Regions from separate parts of the Mus musculus genome. Here region 1 is linked to region 2. Evidence: chromatin contacts called from public HiChIP or PLAC-seq data. All regions are on one chromosome and are shown on one strand. Each heading gives the region's core, a stretch centred on a gene start, on an enhancer-like site or on the middle of the called end of the contact. The rest is flanking DNA. Distances are from core to core; before and after follow the strand shown. Region 1 has its middle 340 kb from the start of Gm41313. Region 2 has its middle 100 kb from the start of Abra.

What was found. HiChIP or PLAC-seq counts read pairs in DNA pulled down with a chosen protein or histone mark.
Region 1: a contact with region 2 is called in an H3K27ac HiChIP or PLAC-seq map of VIP interneurons, with 4 times the contacts expected there. The contact joins two enhancer-like sites. A contact is called at or near these places in 2 of 484 Hi-C or Micro-C datasets (cerebellar granule neurons and cerebellum) and 1 of 115 datasets of contacts at active chromatin or transcription factors (VIP interneurons).

The regions. Positions count from the first base shown.
Region 1 is chr15:42,323,161-42,326,956 of GRCm38.p6, forward strand. No RefSeq gene overlaps it. Among named protein-coding and RNA genes, the nearest start is that of Gm41313, 340 kb to the right of the region's middle. Within about 2 kb of position 2,276, at least 26 of the 459 cell types and tissues checked have an H3K27ac peak or open chromatin away from gene starts, as enhancers often do. A contact at or near this core is called in VIP interneurons, where this site is marked.
Region 2 is chr15:41,969,023-41,973,140 of GRCm38.p6, forward strand. No RefSeq gene overlaps it. Among named protein-coding and RNA genes, the nearest start is that of Abra, 100 kb to the left of the region's middle. Within about 2 kb of position 2,034, at least 13 of the 459 cell types and tissues checked have an H3K27ac peak or open chromatin away from gene starts, as enhancers often do. A contact at or near this core is called in VIP interneurons, where this site is marked.

The DNA of each region.
Region 1 (3,796 bases), core at 1,026-3,525, 350 kb after region 2:
CAGTGGCAATGGGCTAGTCTGATTAGAGAACACATTTATACATAATGAATTCACAATTAAAATGGTGAGAGCAATTCCTTCTCTAACTAGCCTGTCAGTCACTAATCTCTGTATTCCAGGAAAAGTGGGACTTCTTCACTATATTGTAGACCATTTCCTTGTATCTCTTTCCCCTGGAACATGACCCACTTTTATGCTGCTTACTCTTTTCAAATTTAGCAGTGGCTGCTGAGTGCACCTCCCTACATGAATACTTGCTCACTCTTTGAGGCCAGCCTTGGCTACATATGCAAGTTTGAAGTCAGTTTGAGTGATAGGAGATTGTTTCTCTCCATCTTATATATAAATTGCATACATAACCATACCTTTAATGTATCAAATACTCCAAATGTTTCTATTGACTTTCAATGTGAAACCACAAAATTTAAAAATTGTTTAAAATTAAAATATAATACTTCATTTTTCTTTTCTCCCTTCCCTTGAATAACATACCCCACTTCTCTCTCTCTCTCTCTCTCTCTCTCTCTCTCTCTCTCTCTCTCCCTCTCTCTCTCTCTCTCTCTCTAAATTTGACCTCTGTACTTTCTTTCTCAGTTGTTGTTACATATGTATTTATGTATGAATAATATTAGTAAACATATAAATACGATCACAAAGATTTCTCTATGTCTTCCTGTGTATGATGCTTCAGCCACTTTGGAGAGAAACTTGTTAATTTGATTACAGTTTTAAACCTTCCTCCCAAGCTGCTCCTTTACGTTGAACATTTATCCTCAGTTATATATCTAATACCTTTCTTGTGACCAATATCAACCCAATGTTACTCTCACATAGAGATAATTATATAGTTAAATATGCAAATTAGCCTCTTCTGTCTGATAGTTCATTATATGAGAACATAGGTCTTCTCTATCTCTTTATTTTTAAAGACAATGTGACCTAATGTCTTTGTGACCTAAAGAGCCTAGTGTCTTTCACAAAGCAAGTGCCAACAGATACTTCAGAAAAAGGTGATATAGCCTGGCAGTGGTGGAGCATTACCAAGTGGTAATCCCAGCACTTGGGAGGCAGAGGAAGGTGGATTTCTGAGTTCAAGGTCAGCCTGGTCTACAGAGTGAGTTCTAGGACAGCCAGGGCTGCACAGAGAAACCCTGTCTCAATAAATAAATAAATAAATAAATAAATAAATAAATAAATAAATGGCAAAAAATAAAAATGGGAAGAGAATATGATATTTTGATTGATGTACTTTCTCCTTTTTCAAAACAGATGGTTTATCAGTTTTTAAGTAACCAGATTATTAAGAAAACATAGGTTCATACAATGTAGCCTAGTCTTTTAGGCGTACTTTTAAGTTGTGTGATTACTTCCAGTATGTTCATACTCTTCCAGTGTTATACTTTTTCTTGTGGCGTTCATGAGATGATTAATAGAAAACTTAATTTATTTACATATAAAAACCCCAGCTGCTCATGAATCTGTAAGTGTTTAAAACACTGGCACATACAACCTCCTACTGCTTCATAAATTCTTTCCAGTGACATATTGCCTTTGTATATGGTGAAATATTATATTTACTTAAGAGTTATGTGTCAAAAAGAAAGATGAATATCTGAGAGCATCCCGGGAATCCTTTGTGATTATTATTTGGACCTTCTCCGATGCCACCTCTTGTCATTTTCCTCTTGATTAATTTCATGTATATTCATTTGTGAAAATATGAGCTGAAATTATTTCTTGCAGCTCTGCCGTCACTTTGGGGCACAAGGGAAGAAACTCGGTGCCAGACAGTAGTCCTGTGTAGCCTCTATGACCTTTCATAGTTCAGACCACAGGTACTCTGGTCTAGGAGATCTCTATGAACTTTTTAGAAAGCATTAATCTATAACTATGTTTAACTTTCAAAGTGTCTGTAGAATCACATTGAATTTTAAGAGTCATGCAATTTTTTTATTTATATTAAACAGGAAGATCATACAAATGAATGAGTCGAGGTGATTCTGTTTGTGACTTCATGTGCATATCTCCTGACCCTCTTGATTACACTCTGATCATGAAGACAGAGACAACGTCCTCAGTTTCTGCACCATTCACATTCTGTTATTCCAAAGTGATGATTTGGTTTTATTTTAAACTGCAAGTGAATTGGGGAGAATTATTCTCTTCAGGTCCACTGTGGGCTCTAGGCCAGCGACAGCTGTCAGCTCAGCAGGGTTTCAGCCTGCCTTTCTATGGAGACTGACTCAAAGCTCTTGCCAAGGATGAATGAGAGTCCTGTGCTCATGGGAAAACACTCAGGTTGTCCTGTCCCTTCAGCTTGCTGCTGCTTTCCAGGCCAAGCCTCACTTAGAAGTCAGGAAAAAGCTGCTCTGTTCTTGTCAGTGTGGGGAGAAATACTCTTTGAATCAGTAAACTGGGTTTCTGAGCTGAGATGTTCCGTCCCTGCAGGGACCTGCGTTTTCAGCATGATACGATTGCTCTCCAGCACACTATCTTTCATTGTTAACCTTCTGATATGGACACCTCAGATCTTACACTGTTCTCAAGAGTTTCAGATTGTGGCCGCAAGGCATTCTTCTTAGTGCCTTTTTGTTCTCCTAACGAATCTTGGCTTAACTTTTGCCCTTCAATTAATATTCATACTTTGAGTGAACACATTAGCATTGAAGAAGTTTTTACTGCAGGAAAAGCAATAAGGTAAACAGTCTGTGAGTGTCATAGTTTGGATATAAAAACAACACCAACAGCTCATGTATTGAAGATTTAACTACATGTCAGTAATATTGAGAAGTAGCTGGATTGTGATAATATGCACCTCAGCAATTAACCCATTGATATGCTTCTAGAAAAGTTAGTTCTCAGAAGGAGTGTGTTTGGAGGAAAGTCCCTGAAGGCACGCTCTTGAACTGTATACCTTGTTCACTCTGCTTTGGGGCCAACCTGAGGCCGATACTCTCCTGGCTCTTATGATCCCATTGCCACATGACCCTGTCTTATCATAGGCCCAAAACGGTGGGCCAGCTGAGGGTGGGATGAAGTCTCTGTAACCGAGGTCTGGAGTAAACCATTCCTTCATTAAGGTGGTTTTGTCAGAGCTTTCGTTACAGTGACAAAAGGGGCTAACACAGTGAGAGTGTCAAGAGATTCTCCTTGTAGAGGCTCCAGGAGTTCTGCCTCTGTCACGTAATGTCTTCTCTTCTGATTTCCCTTTTTCTTCTAAGGTTGGAATCCACAGTTACAGCTCTGAAAGACCTATTGCCCATGTGGAGGGGTTTTTGGAGACAGAAAGTTCCAAAAACACACAGAAAAACTTCAGGCTTTCATTTGAATTCCCTCCATTTTCTTCTCTGCATAAATTTCTTTCATTGTAATATTTCCTTATAAAACTTTTCATATTTCTTTTCATTTACTTATAAGACTGTTCTGAGTCATGCCATGTTTTACAGGTGGAGCAAGGCACAGGAACACAATGGCAGAAGTGTCACTCTTTCCTCCTGGGCTGTACTCATGTCAGAAGAGTCCATAGTAAGCAGTGATAATCAGAAAACCCACACTTGTCCCTGATGGATACCACTGATGAACCATTATTTTCTATGGAAAATGGGCACAGTTTTTGTGTCTCAGAAACTCTTTGTAGAACTAGGTTTAAGCTGAAATCTGAATAACATGACTAATCAAAGTTCATGAAGAACCCTGAAGAAAGATGTTTCAGAGAGAGAAAGAGGGAAAGAAAAGAACATGAAAGGACACATATTTGGAAATGAATAGAAGCCCAGGCTGTCTGTGGGATATCTAA
Region 2 (4,118 bases), core at 784-3,283:
AGCAGCATTGTTTATCCATGAGCAGAGAGGTACTCTGAATATGTGTGTATACACTCTCTCTCTCTCTCTCTCTCTCTCTCTCTCTCATTGTGTAGCTCTGACTGTTTTGAAACTCACTATGTACTGACCAGGCTAGTATAGAACTCACAGAGATCCACCTGCCTTTCCCTCCCAAGTGTTGGGTTTAAAGATGGGCTTCATCACACTCAGTCTAAACTTATATTTCTAATTAGCTTAAGAAGTGGGATTTTATAGGACCTCTTCACAATTCTTAGAGTTGGCTCACCTGCTGCCATCCACACCTTTTCTCCACCCTCTGCTTCATCCCTACTGACAGTTTTAGCCACTAGTATTTCATATATCTCTATCTCTGTATCTCTTATCTATCTATCTATCTATCTATCTATCTATCTATCTATCTATCTATCTATCTATCTATCTATCTATCTACCTACCTACCTATCTATCTATCTATCTATCTATCTATCTATCTATCTATCTATCTATCTATCTATCTATCTATCTATCTATCTATCTATGCCATGCTTTTGTTTGGAGGGATGTGGACTTTGGATTAGAAAAGCACTTGAAAGACCTAAGTGTGGATTAATGGGCCACACTAGTAGGGCCGTGGAAGATAGAAGTATCGAGGGTGATTTGAGCTGAGGGAGGCCAGCTTAGCAGGTTTCAGAGGAGAGGAGTTTTTGTATGTGACCTAGATACTGTTCCAATGATATCTTGGCAAAGAAGCTGCCTGATTTCTGCCCTGTCCAAGAATTTTCCTGAGGATAAACTGAAGAGTTTTGGATTAGTTGCATTGGCAGAGGAAAATCCAAATCAGCTTAGTATTAAAAGGGAAGAAAAGCTCATTTAGACTTGTTTACAGTTTAGTCCATAGCAACTGGCTCCATCAGTCTTAGGCTCATGGCAAGGCAGAGACAGGGCTGAACGCCACAGCCGAGCACTCTCAGGGTTCAGCCAGGAAGTAGAGGGGATGAAGTTGATACCTTTCAATGGCACATCCTTAATTACTACTTTCTCTAACTAGGCTCCAGCTGTGAGTAGCATTTCCTATTGTGAATTCATGTAGGTTAGTTCATTGATAATGGTAGTGTCCCCATTTGTAGAACAAGCTTTCAACACAAGAGCCGTTGGGGATGCTACATCCCTAAACTATAACACACAGAAAGACTGAACATTTAGTAGAGGTGACCTTGTACGCTGCGATAAAGAACCTACTATTAACAATACCTTTAGTTACACTATGAACAATACCTTCAGCTTCTTTCAACTCTGAAGGGTGCCCATGAAGACACAGGCATGCTCAGTGCCTGGGAAGGCCTCACTCCTGGTTTGCATATTCTCAACTATCTTCCCATGAGTCCTTAGATAAAGGAATGGTGAAGGAGTCTCTGGAGCCTCCTTTGTAAGGGCATTGATATGATTCATGAGGATTCCATACTAGCTCCGTCATATTGGCTGTTTGGTCCCAGAATGTGAATTTGGGAAGAATATGAGCATTTGACATACAGCCAAAAAAAAAAAAAAAAAAAAAAGAGGGCAAGACAGAAAGGGAGAACTGAAGGGGGATACAGAGGGAGAAGAATACTCGAACACGTGTGTGTGTGTGTGTGTGTGTGTGTGTGTGTGTGTGTGCGCGCGCGCGCAGAATCAACAGGTAACACAATTGTTGGGCACAGATTGTAAGCTATTCTATGTTATAAAACCACCAGTGGCAGATACGCCACTCAAAACAACAGCCTCTGGTTTCCTACATTCTGTCTGCTCCTCTTACTCCTGACGTTCAAAAGTGAGAATACATTTTTTTTAATAGTTGGCATTATGCTAGTTGAAAGGAACAGTAACCAAATCAGATGCATTTCATCGTTAAAGGATGCCGGGTTCAGCACTGACGTAAAGATCAGGATGTTTATGGGGTTTCAGGAAATGCCCCAGTAAGTTCCAGCGATTTGAACCCTTGGCAAGGCACTCTGTGGCTTTCCTCTCTGTACTTCCCCACAAGGTTTATTTTTAACAATGATTATAAGCTGGCTTCTTTGGCTGCATCGCAGAATAGCCCTAATGGGTACCAGGCTGTGTGTGTTACAGGCCAGGCTCCCTAGGGGAAACTATCTTACATCTGACTTGAATCCAAGCCCACTAAGGGAGGGAACTTCCTTGGATAGCAGTTAGGTCAGCTAATGGTTGCAGCAACTACCAATGCAGGCGATGATCAGTTGCTCAGAGTGGGCAAACTATACAGGATAGCATAGGACAGTTTAGTTGAAACTCTTTCTCAAACATGCTTTGAATCAATACTCATGTGTTCCCAGTGGTTTTCATTTCTCACAGCTCCTAAGTTATCCAGTGGAGAGACCCACTACTGCTGTGTGATGTTGTCCCTCTTCATAAACATGACAGAGAGTGGTTGAAGCTACAGAATCTGAGAAGTGAGACTAATTCATCTCACTGAGCACTTTATTCATGTTCTTTTCTAGCTTCACCTTTATAAACCCACATGTCTCAAAATTTTTAGCACTCTTTATCTTCTGACACACTGTTGTGCTTTGAATAAAAATGGCCTCCATAGGCCCATCAGGAGTGGTACTATTAAGAGGTGTGGCCTTGGTGGAGGAAGTGTGTCACTGGGGGTGGGCTTTGAGGTCTCAGAAGCTAGTGGCTCACTGTCTCTTCCTGCTGCCTGTGGATCCAGATGTAGAACTCTCAATGACCTCTTTGGCACCATGTCTGCACAAGTGCCACCATGCTTCCAGCCAGCCATGATGACAGTGACAATTGACTAAACCTATGACCTATAAGCCATCCTCAATGCTTTCCTTTATAAGAATTGCTGTGGTCATGGTGTCTGTTCACAGCAATAAAAAGCATAACTAAGACGCACATCTTCTTTGGTTACTTTTCTCTGAGCATTTTCCACTTTATTGACTGAGTTTTTGATGGCACACGATTTCTAATAAAATACTAATAATATTTATTAAGAAATCTAGAAGGTCAATCCATTCTATTTTAAAAGACAGATTCTGCTGCTACTCTATCTTATGCCTCCTGGGGCTGAACTATTTTTCAAAGATGGACACGACTAAGAACATAATCTATGTGTTTAGTTCTTGGAAAACAACAGGAAGGCACCATGTTGTTTTTGAATTAACATGAATATTTTTGAATATATGAATATGTATGAACGAGGAAGGAGTGAATAACACTTCCTGAGCATGTGATAGCCTTCCCTGTCATGAAGCTCTCTATGCATGCTTTCTCTATGGGGTTTATTTTTGAGGTGTCAGGAGATAGCCTGTGATGACAGTGGGACCATCAGTGGGCTTGCCTCAGCCTTTATCGGGGTCCTGTTTAGCTGGGAAATGAGATTTTATAGGAAGCAGAATATCTTTCTTCTGTTTTCTCCCCCCTTTTCACATCTTTTCCCTTTGCTGTGAATGAAAACTTCCTTTGTAACACCAGTTAGTTCTCCTGTATCACTAACATGCCCTACAGAAGGGCTCATTTGTCAAAACCAATAAACAGACCATACCAATAACTGTCAGTTTCTTTTTATACCAACACTGATTCTATGACACTGTCTTGCATTTTAGCATATTTGGCTTTCTTTAACCTTGCATATGATTCTTAAATCTTCTCTTTGATATTAATTTTAGTAATTAGTTTGCGGTGTTGTATGATGTAGAAACCAAAAATATGAATATATTAATAGGAAAAGGACTACTACATTACACAGAATTTTCAGTGATTCCAATACTGTTTGAACCTATTATTAAAACACTAGAAAGAAAAATTACTACATTAAAATTTTAAGATTCTTGGAGAGGAATTTCTTTTCCTTTGGCAACACTTGACCTTTCAGATGTCATTTGTTTTAAACTGCAGTTCTATTTAACTTTGTAATATAGTGGAGATTTATTTCATTTCTCTCTCTCTCTTTCTACACAAGTATATATGTATGCACACATATAAACACACATATCAATTTTACTATATAAACAAATTAAATTTCAAAGTGAAAGACCCTTGATTTTGGACTCTGTTGTCAGATTTACTTTTGGTATGTGGTAATTTTGGTAGGAGATAAACAGTTTGGTAGA